Linked DNA regions of Bos taurus: region 1 is linked to region 2. Evidence: chromatin contacts called from public Hi-C data. All regions are on one chromosome and are shown on one strand. Each heading gives the region's core, a stretch centred on a gene start, on an enhancer-like site or on the middle of the called end of the contact. The rest is flanking DNA. Distances are from core to core; before and after follow the strand shown. Region 1 overlaps FAM178B (family with sequence similarity 178 member B). Region 2 overlaps FAM178B (family with sequence similarity 178 member B).

Evidence for each region. A called contact is a pair of places that touch in the nucleus more often than the background predicts.
Region 1: a Hi-C map of liver shows a contact between it and region 2, with 7 times the contacts expected there. The contact joins two enhancer-like sites. A contact is called at or near these places in 4 of 11 Hi-C or Micro-C datasets (blastocyst, liver and skeletal muscle).

The regions. Positions count from the first base shown.
Region 1 is chr11:2,907,043-2,910,873 of ARS-UCD2.0, reverse strand. FAM178B (family with sequence similarity 178 member B) reads left to right here. Exons shown (of 15, transcript XM_024999286.2): 7 at 1,224-1,329. Among named protein-coding and RNA genes, the nearest start is that of FAM178B, 29 kb to the left of the region's middle. Within about 2 kb of position 1,448, at least 50 of the 102 cell types and tissues checked have an H3K27ac peak or open chromatin away from gene starts, as enhancers often do. A contact at or near this core is called in liver, where this site is marked.
Region 2 is chr11:2,837,235-2,841,065 of ARS-UCD2.0, reverse strand. The region is part of intron 14 of FAM178B (family with sequence similarity 178 member B); the gene reads left to right. Among named protein-coding and RNA genes, the nearest start is that of SEMA4C, 13 kb to the right of the region's middle. Within about 2 kb of position 2,530, at least 38 of the 102 cell types and tissues checked have an H3K27ac peak or open chromatin away from gene starts, as enhancers often do. A contact at or near this core is called in liver, where this site is marked.

The sequences.
Region 1 (3,831 bases), core at 199-2,698, 71 kb before region 2:
TTTGGTTGTTAAAAAAAGAAAAATGGACATGAAGTTAACGGTTTCATTTATCTGGAATCCTTATTAATTGCTTTTAGGACATTATCTAGAAAGAGAGCAAAGAGGCATTCACCAGACTCAGAGAGAGTATTAGGTTGTTGTTATTCAGTCGCTAAGTTGTGTTGGACTCTGTGACTCCATGGACTTTAGCATGCCAATCTTCCCTGTCCTCTAGGGAGGATTCAACCCCAAACCCAACTTCCCCAGAATGCCAGGAGTACAGGAGGGGAGTGAAGTCCGGCACCTTCCACCAGAGGCCCGAAAATCACACAAAATACATCAACTCCTCGTTGTCGGGGATCTGGGGTCCCATGGGTCCAGGTGATCTCCCAGGGTGACAGTGAGCTCAAACCAGGGCTCCTCCCCTTGCCAGCAGCTCAGGGCAGAAGGGTGAGGCCTGATAGCTTGCCATGAAATCATGGCCCCAGAAGCACGGGGGTCCCCCTCCCGGGGTGCCCCTCCACCCCCGCTCCGCCCCCCGGTCAGGACCGTTGCTGTTCACATGGTTTCCTGAGACCCCCTCTGCCACCCTCAGTTATTTCCTTCCCCAGATCTCCCCGTCCTGGGCCCCTGCCTGTTCTTTTCCCGTCTTCTCAGGTGTCCCCTTTGTTTTGGAAAAACACAAGATGGGGCAGACATGCTCTGTGTAACCGGACCCAGACGCCCGCCCCACGCCGCCTGTCCTGCCCTGTAATCCTGTCCCCCGGCTGCAGCCGGGCTAAGAGGCGAGGCTCCCGGGCACGCTCCTCATCACAACCCAGACCCTTCTCAAAACTGGTCAGCACCTCAGTTTCCCCCTCCATCACGCAGGAAAACCAAACTGTTCTCCCCAGTCCTGTGTGTAAAACACTGAGAGGGGAATTTCCCTGGCCCTTCCACTGCCAGGCACCTGGGTTCTAGCCCTGGCGGGGAGACTAAGATGCTGCAAGCCTGGCAGGGCGCGGCCAAAAAAAAAAAGCAAAAGACATCGTGAGACGTGTTCGTGGGCAGCAGATGATTCTGAATGGCGCTGTGGGTTGTTTTCTGTTCCAGCAGCTGCCTGCACTGAGCGTCTTTGTCCACAGCAGTGACCGCTTCTAGTCCCGGAGAAGCTGAAATCCGGACGCCCCCGCTCAGCCTCGCTGAGAGGGTCACGGAGGAGGGTCGCCTCCCTGACCTCCCGCTCTGTCCTTTTGCCCCCGCAGGTCCTCGCCGGCCCGGCAGCTCACCTTCCTGCGCCAGGGCCTCCTGAGCAGCGTCTACTTGCCGGTGGGCGACCGCCCCATACCCCTGTTCCGGTGGCTGTTACAGGTGAGGACCGCGACTGCCGCTAGGTGGCGGGAGCGAGCCGGCCCAGCACCCGGGGAAGGGCCGCTGGCCGGCGGGGCGGGGCTCCCATCCCCCTCCTGCCCGTGGGGCTGCTGGGTTGGTCCTCGCTGAGGCTGGAGGAGGGAGGGAGACTTGTGGTGATGGAGTAAGGAACGTGCAGGCACCGGCCTGTACCTCACGCCGGGAACCCCCAGCGCGTATGCCTTGCAGAGTGTTGCCTCTCTGTGATTCCTGCTCAACAGGTGCTCCCATTGTGTGCAGGCCATTCTCCAGGCCCCGGGTCTGGGCCCTCGTCCCGTGGGCTGCGGTCTTGCAGGTGTGAGGGGCCCTCGTGGATATGGAGCTTGGGGTGCTCGCTGTGGAGTTGTGGGTCAGCTGGAAAAGCCTAGAACAGCTGTTCTGTCTTCACCTCCCTTTTTTCTGGTCACTGCCAGAACATTTTGCCTTGGTGGAACATTGCTTTCTGCCCTAGGCTCGGAACCTTCACACAGAGAAAGACAGCGAGGAGCAGCCAGCAGGGAAAGCCCAGGCACCAGCTGCTGGGATCTGTATGCAGGGCACGGGGATGAGGCCTTGGCCCCCACCCTGGACCATCTCTGCCGGGGACAGCAGGTCCCAAGCTCCAGCTGGTCTCATTCCTGCCAGTTGGAGCCTGGACCCGGGCTGTAAATTAGAGCCGCCATGCGGGGCGGATTATTCTTGGGACTCCTCAGCCTCGGCAGACTGGCTGCCTTCCAGAAACAGCCCTCCAGCTCTCCTTCCCACTGGGGTCCTTCCCCATTGCCCCTCCCTGCTGCTCCCCCAGGCTCCGGGCGACACAGGGGACACAGTGGCCATTCTTCCCTGTCCTGTCAGTGCAGCTTCTCTCTCCTTGCCCAGCACATGACAGACATAGAGCCAGTCTGAGATGCTGGCCACAGAGGGTTCTTGTGTGACACAAGGTGTGCACAAGCCCCGCCTGGTCTCTTCCCCAGCCTCTGTCGCCTGTGGGGGAGGGGCACGGCAGCAGAGGACCCCCAGCCCTGCTTTTCCACCCAGTACTGTGTGACGTGGGCCGTCATTTAACAGCGGCTCTGTCCGGAGAAGGCAATGGCACCCCACTCCAGTACTCTTTCCTGGAAAATCCCATGGATGGAGGAGCCTGGTAGGCTCCAAGGGGTCCACGAAGAGTCGGACACAACTGAGCGACTTCACTTTCACTTTTCAGTTTCATGCACTGGAGAAGGAAATGGCAACCCACTCTGATGTTCTTGCCTGGAGAATCCCAGGGACGGGGGAGCCTGGTGGGCTGCCGTCTATGGGGCTGCCGTCTATGGGGTCGCACAGAGTCAGACACAACTGAAGCGACTTAGCAGCAGCAGTAGCTGTGTCTCTCTCTCTCACTCCGTAAACTGGGCTCAGCAATCCCATGTGAAGGTCGAGTGGGGAACTCCCGTGGCCTGCCTTGTCCTTCTGGTCCCACCCGCTGCTCTGCCCAGGGCCTGGACACCATCAGGAAGGAATGATGTCAACCCGGAGGCCAGGCTCTCCATCTTCAGGAAGGAGAAACAAAAGCTGAAGCCAGATCCATGCAAGGGGTGCACTTGGCCTTGGGGGTGTCTTCTCGGGAGACCCCGCCCAACATCTTGTCTCTGGAGGGAAAGAGCGAGCAAGGTGCTGACCTCTCCCACTCACGTGACCACCCCGTAGGCCTTAGGGTGGGCTCTGACGCTTCACTCCCGAGGTTTAGGTTCTCTTGCCGCTTGGAACTTCTCTTCCCACAGCAGCAGCAGCACTTGTTCTCTCGCAGACCTTGGCTGAGGACTGGCTGCGTGCTGAGCTGCAAGGACAGAAAGATTCTGGCAGCGGTGACCCAGGTGTCCGTTGAGGGCTTCCCCAGTGGCGCAGTGGTGAGGAATCCACCTGCCAATGCAGAAGACCGGAGTTCCATCCCCAGGTTGGGAAGATCCTCTGGAAGAGGAGATGGCAACCCACTCCAGTATTCTTGCCTGGAGAATCCCCATGAACAGAGGAAACTGGTGGGCTACGGTCCATAGGGTCTCAAAGAGTCAGACACGACTGAGTGATTGACATGCACACACACATCCCAGGTAGACATGGCTCCCTGTACTTCACGCTGTTGATGAGGACTCCAGTTCAGAGAAGTGCAAATCCATGGGGGATCCCCGAAGGTGCTGGGGGCCTCCTGTGAAGCTGCAGGGGTGATTCGTGGGCTCCAAGGATAGGGACAGCACTGGGCCTCACAGGAGCTGGAATCACATTGGAGACAGGTCAGGATCCTAGGATAGACTTCGGCTTCTCTCTATGCCCCAGGCTCTCCGTGGTCAAATAAACCCCCAGGAAGAAGAGCCTAATTGGCCTATGAGGAGTTAAGGGACCACCCCCAAGCAAAGGCAGCTAGGGGAGCAGGGCCACAAGGCTGCTGGAGGCCGGCACACATACCTGGGATTAATTCTAGAGCCAGAGGTTGGGGAGTTAGACTTC
Region 2 (3,831 bases), core at 1,281-3,780:
CCTCCTCCAGGGGATCTTCCTGACCCAAGGATCAAACTCACATCTCCTGCACTCCAGGTAGATTCTTTACCACTGAGCCACCGGGGAGGCCCACTTCAGGATTATTCATGACTAGTTATTTTTGTTGTTATTTGCCTCTCCTGGGGCTCTGGCCTGCAGCCCCCAGGGTTAAATCTGTTAGGAAACATTCACAGCTCGTCCAGCTTAAGGGAGCATGTACGCACATCGGTTTCACTCCAATTCCTTACTGGAGGTAGTCATGCAGTCAGGGGACCTCTCTAAGCTCAGCTTCCACATCTACTGTGGCCTCTGTGGGAGTGTGCTGGGTCAGGGTACTGTGCAGTGGGGCTATAGGGCTCAGTTTGACAAATGGAGAAAGCAAGGAAGAGAATTCATTAGGACCCAGCTCTAGCCTTGGGCTTGAAATGGTTCAGTCTTTCCCAGACTTCACTGGTACTAGAACCAACCTTCAGCATGTGTGTGTCTCTGTCACGCGAGTGTATGTTCTATCTTCTATAGATGTCACGCGAGTGTATGTTCCTCGGTTCTTTGTCTTGTCACAACAAAGATTTGGAGCAACGGACATTAAAGCCCTCGGCACATCACAGCTCTCGGGTCTTGGACAAACCGTGTTACAGCTCTTAGGCAAATTAGTGTTACAGCTCCATTTTATTTAGAAGATAGCAGGAGAATCCAAGACTCGAAGAGAAGAGAGTGGAGGAGTGCGTGGGGAGGGAGAAAGAGAGAGAGCGCGCACGCATGCACGCGGGAGAGAGAGTCCGTGAGAAAGCGCTTTGGCTCCTCCTTTTATAAGTTTTTTCCTCCACCTGGGCCTGCCCTATGCAAATTCGGCTTAGCCAGGAGTGCTGTTTGTTCTGTTTGTTCTGCCTGAAGTCTTCACTCTGGTCCTCGGACCTTCCTTGTCTTTTTTAGCCACGGCCATTTTGGACTCCTTTTCCCTATTCTACCTACCTAACATCTCCAAGGGATCAAACCCCCCGAGGGGACCCACAGGTGGTAGCGATGGGACCTATGGCACAGGTGTTCCAAATGGGGCTGAGAGCAGAGTGGACTGTGGCCCCAGGACAGCCTCTCTCCCAGAGCCTGTGAGCATGGAGCAGCGAGCCCAGGGGAGCTGCTCTGGGGTCCTGGCACCCCAGGCAGGGGCCCGGGCAGCAGTCGGCTTTGAAGGCCAGCTTGCTGAACCATGCCTGTGCATCGTGTGCTCCTGGGCCCCGGCAGACTGGCTAGAAGGTCCTTTGAGTCAGTCTGTCCTTCCCAGCGGGTGTTCGTTGGTCAGCCTGAGTTTTCCCACCTCCCACCCCCCACAGCAGCCACCCCAGAGCCTGGCTGGATTGCTCCTGAAGGATCCTCCAACCAAGGGCAAGGTCTCCCATACCCCACCCTCACCCGGGCCCCAGGCTGGCAGCGTCTGGGGAGGGGGCTGGGTTCAAAGGGTTACCTCGGGTGATCCTAGGCTCTTGGTCAGATCCGAGGTGGGAGAAACTGCACAGTTCTCGAGGCTCCCTGGGACATCCTCTCCCTCCCCCTCTCTGCCCTTTCTTAGGGTAAATAACGCACAGCCAGCTCCCTTGGCATTAGCTAGAGGGGAATTTTCTAAAGCATGAATTTCCTGGGAAACGTCCACCCTTTCTCCCTTCGTCTTATGACGAAAGCTCTACAAACGGAGACTTGGCCAGCAGTTCCCGGGTTGGAACTAGCTGGACCAGAAAAGGAGGCAGTGGCCTTCCCCTCCCCCAGCCCCTCACGGTGACAAGCCCTGCGGGCCTGTCTCCTATCTCTCTGCCTTGTCATCCTTCCCCAGGGGGAGGACAGGGCGGCCTCCAGGCTCTGGAGCCGGGAAGGAGGCATCCAGCACAGCTCTTCTCAGAAAAGCCCGCCCACCAGACCCAGAAGATGGAAGCCGCAGGCTCCGCTGGCCGCGGTGGAAAGGGACCGTCCTTTCTTGTCAGCATTGGGTTCAGGCACGTCCCGTGTCTCAGACTCTGCCTCTCCCCAAGTTGTTGACTGAGGTTTCCAGGCCCTGTTTCCCATGGGGGCTTCTCAGCCTCCACTCACGGCCAGTCTGGAGGGACTGGGTGGCTTGAGCTGTGGAGCTGGGGAGGGGCCCATTCTACAGACAAGATGTCCAGGCTTGGAGGGACACGAACCCCTACCAGGGGCATGCCCCCCGCACTGCTGGGTGACCCTGAAGCCACGCCGACCCCTATCCCCACATACACAAACACACCTGCCCTTGAGGACCTGGGCTTCCCAGGTGGCTCAGGGCTAAAGAACACGCCTGCTAACCCAGGAAACTCAGGTTTGGTCCCTGGATCTGGGAAGACCCCCTGCAGAAGGAAGTGGCAACCCACTCCAGTGTTCTTGACTGGAGAATCCCAAGGAGAGAGGAGCTGGCGGGCTACAGTCCGCAGGGTCGCAAACAGTCAGGCACAACTGAGCGATGAAACAACAACAAACAAAGGGAGCGCGGGCTGGAGGAAGGGCCACCAAGCGCTTGCGGCCCTGGCCTGCCAAGGCTTGGCCTCTGCCCAGCTTCCCTTCCCTACGTCTCTGTGGTGCCAGCAGGACAGGATGGGGCTTGCTGAGTTCAGGAATTGGTCACAGCTCAAACGGAGCAGGAAACGCAGCCCTCACACCTGGCTGTTCACTGTCTCCTGCCCAACCCGAACCACCCCATCTCCCCGGAGGGCCTCCCGGAGCCCCCTCTGCGCTCACATTCTGACCTTCACAGAAACAGGGCTGGGGAGAGGAGCCTGGGGGAGGCTGGGGGTTCAGGAGAATCCTGGCAGGCCCCCAGTGCCCTGGTCTGTCCCTGTGTCTGAACCAGAGGACACACACTGCCTTACCTCTCCCCGTCCCCTCAAAGCAGAGACCGCGGGTCTAGGGGGTATGAGTGGAGGAATGGTCTACGCGACTCTGCTGCTAACAAAGTCCTTTTTTCTAGAGTGTTCAGCCTCTCAGTCACGTCTGACTCTTTGTAACCCTATGGACTGTAGCCCACCAGGCTCTTCTGTCCATGGGATTCTCTAGGCAAGATTTCTGGAGTGGGTTGCCATGCCCTGCCCAGGGATTGAACCCAGGGATCGAATCCTGGTCTCCAACATTGCAGACAGATTCTTTACTGTCTGAGCTATCAGGGAAGCCCCCTTTTTCCTAAAGCACCACTGTCAAGACTGCTGTCTGGGTCCTGATTTCTGACCACAGGTGGTACCTTATTCCCTTCAATCAGAGCAGTCTTTCCTAAAGGGCCTCCGCTCACTTAGGCCCACCTGCAGGGGTCACCCTCACATGCTCCCAGTCATCCTTCCAGGTAGGTGTTGTCCTTTGGAAAATCAACTTATAAAAGGTGATTTAAAGGGCTTTTCTTCAGAATTACTTATTCCTTCTTGCTGTTCCCACACCTTAGTTCAGTTCAGTCACTCAGTCTTGTCCAACTCTTTGCGACCCCATGGACTGCAGCATGCCAGGCTTCCCTGTCCATCACCAACTCCCAGAGCTTACTCAAACTCATGTCCATCCAACCATCTCATCCTCTGTTGTCCCCTTCTCCTCCCACCTTCGATCTTTCCCAGCATCTGGGTCTTTTCTAGTAAGTCAGTTCTTTGCATCAGGTGGCCAAAGTATTGGAGTTTCAGCTTCAGCATCAGTCCTTCCAGTGAACACCCAGGACTGATCTCCTTTAGGATGGACTGGTTGGATCTCCTTGCAGTCCAAGGAACTCTCAAGAGTCTTCTCCAACACCACAGTTCAAAAGCATCAATTCTTCAGCGCTCAGCTTTCTTCACAGTCCAACTCTCACATCCATAC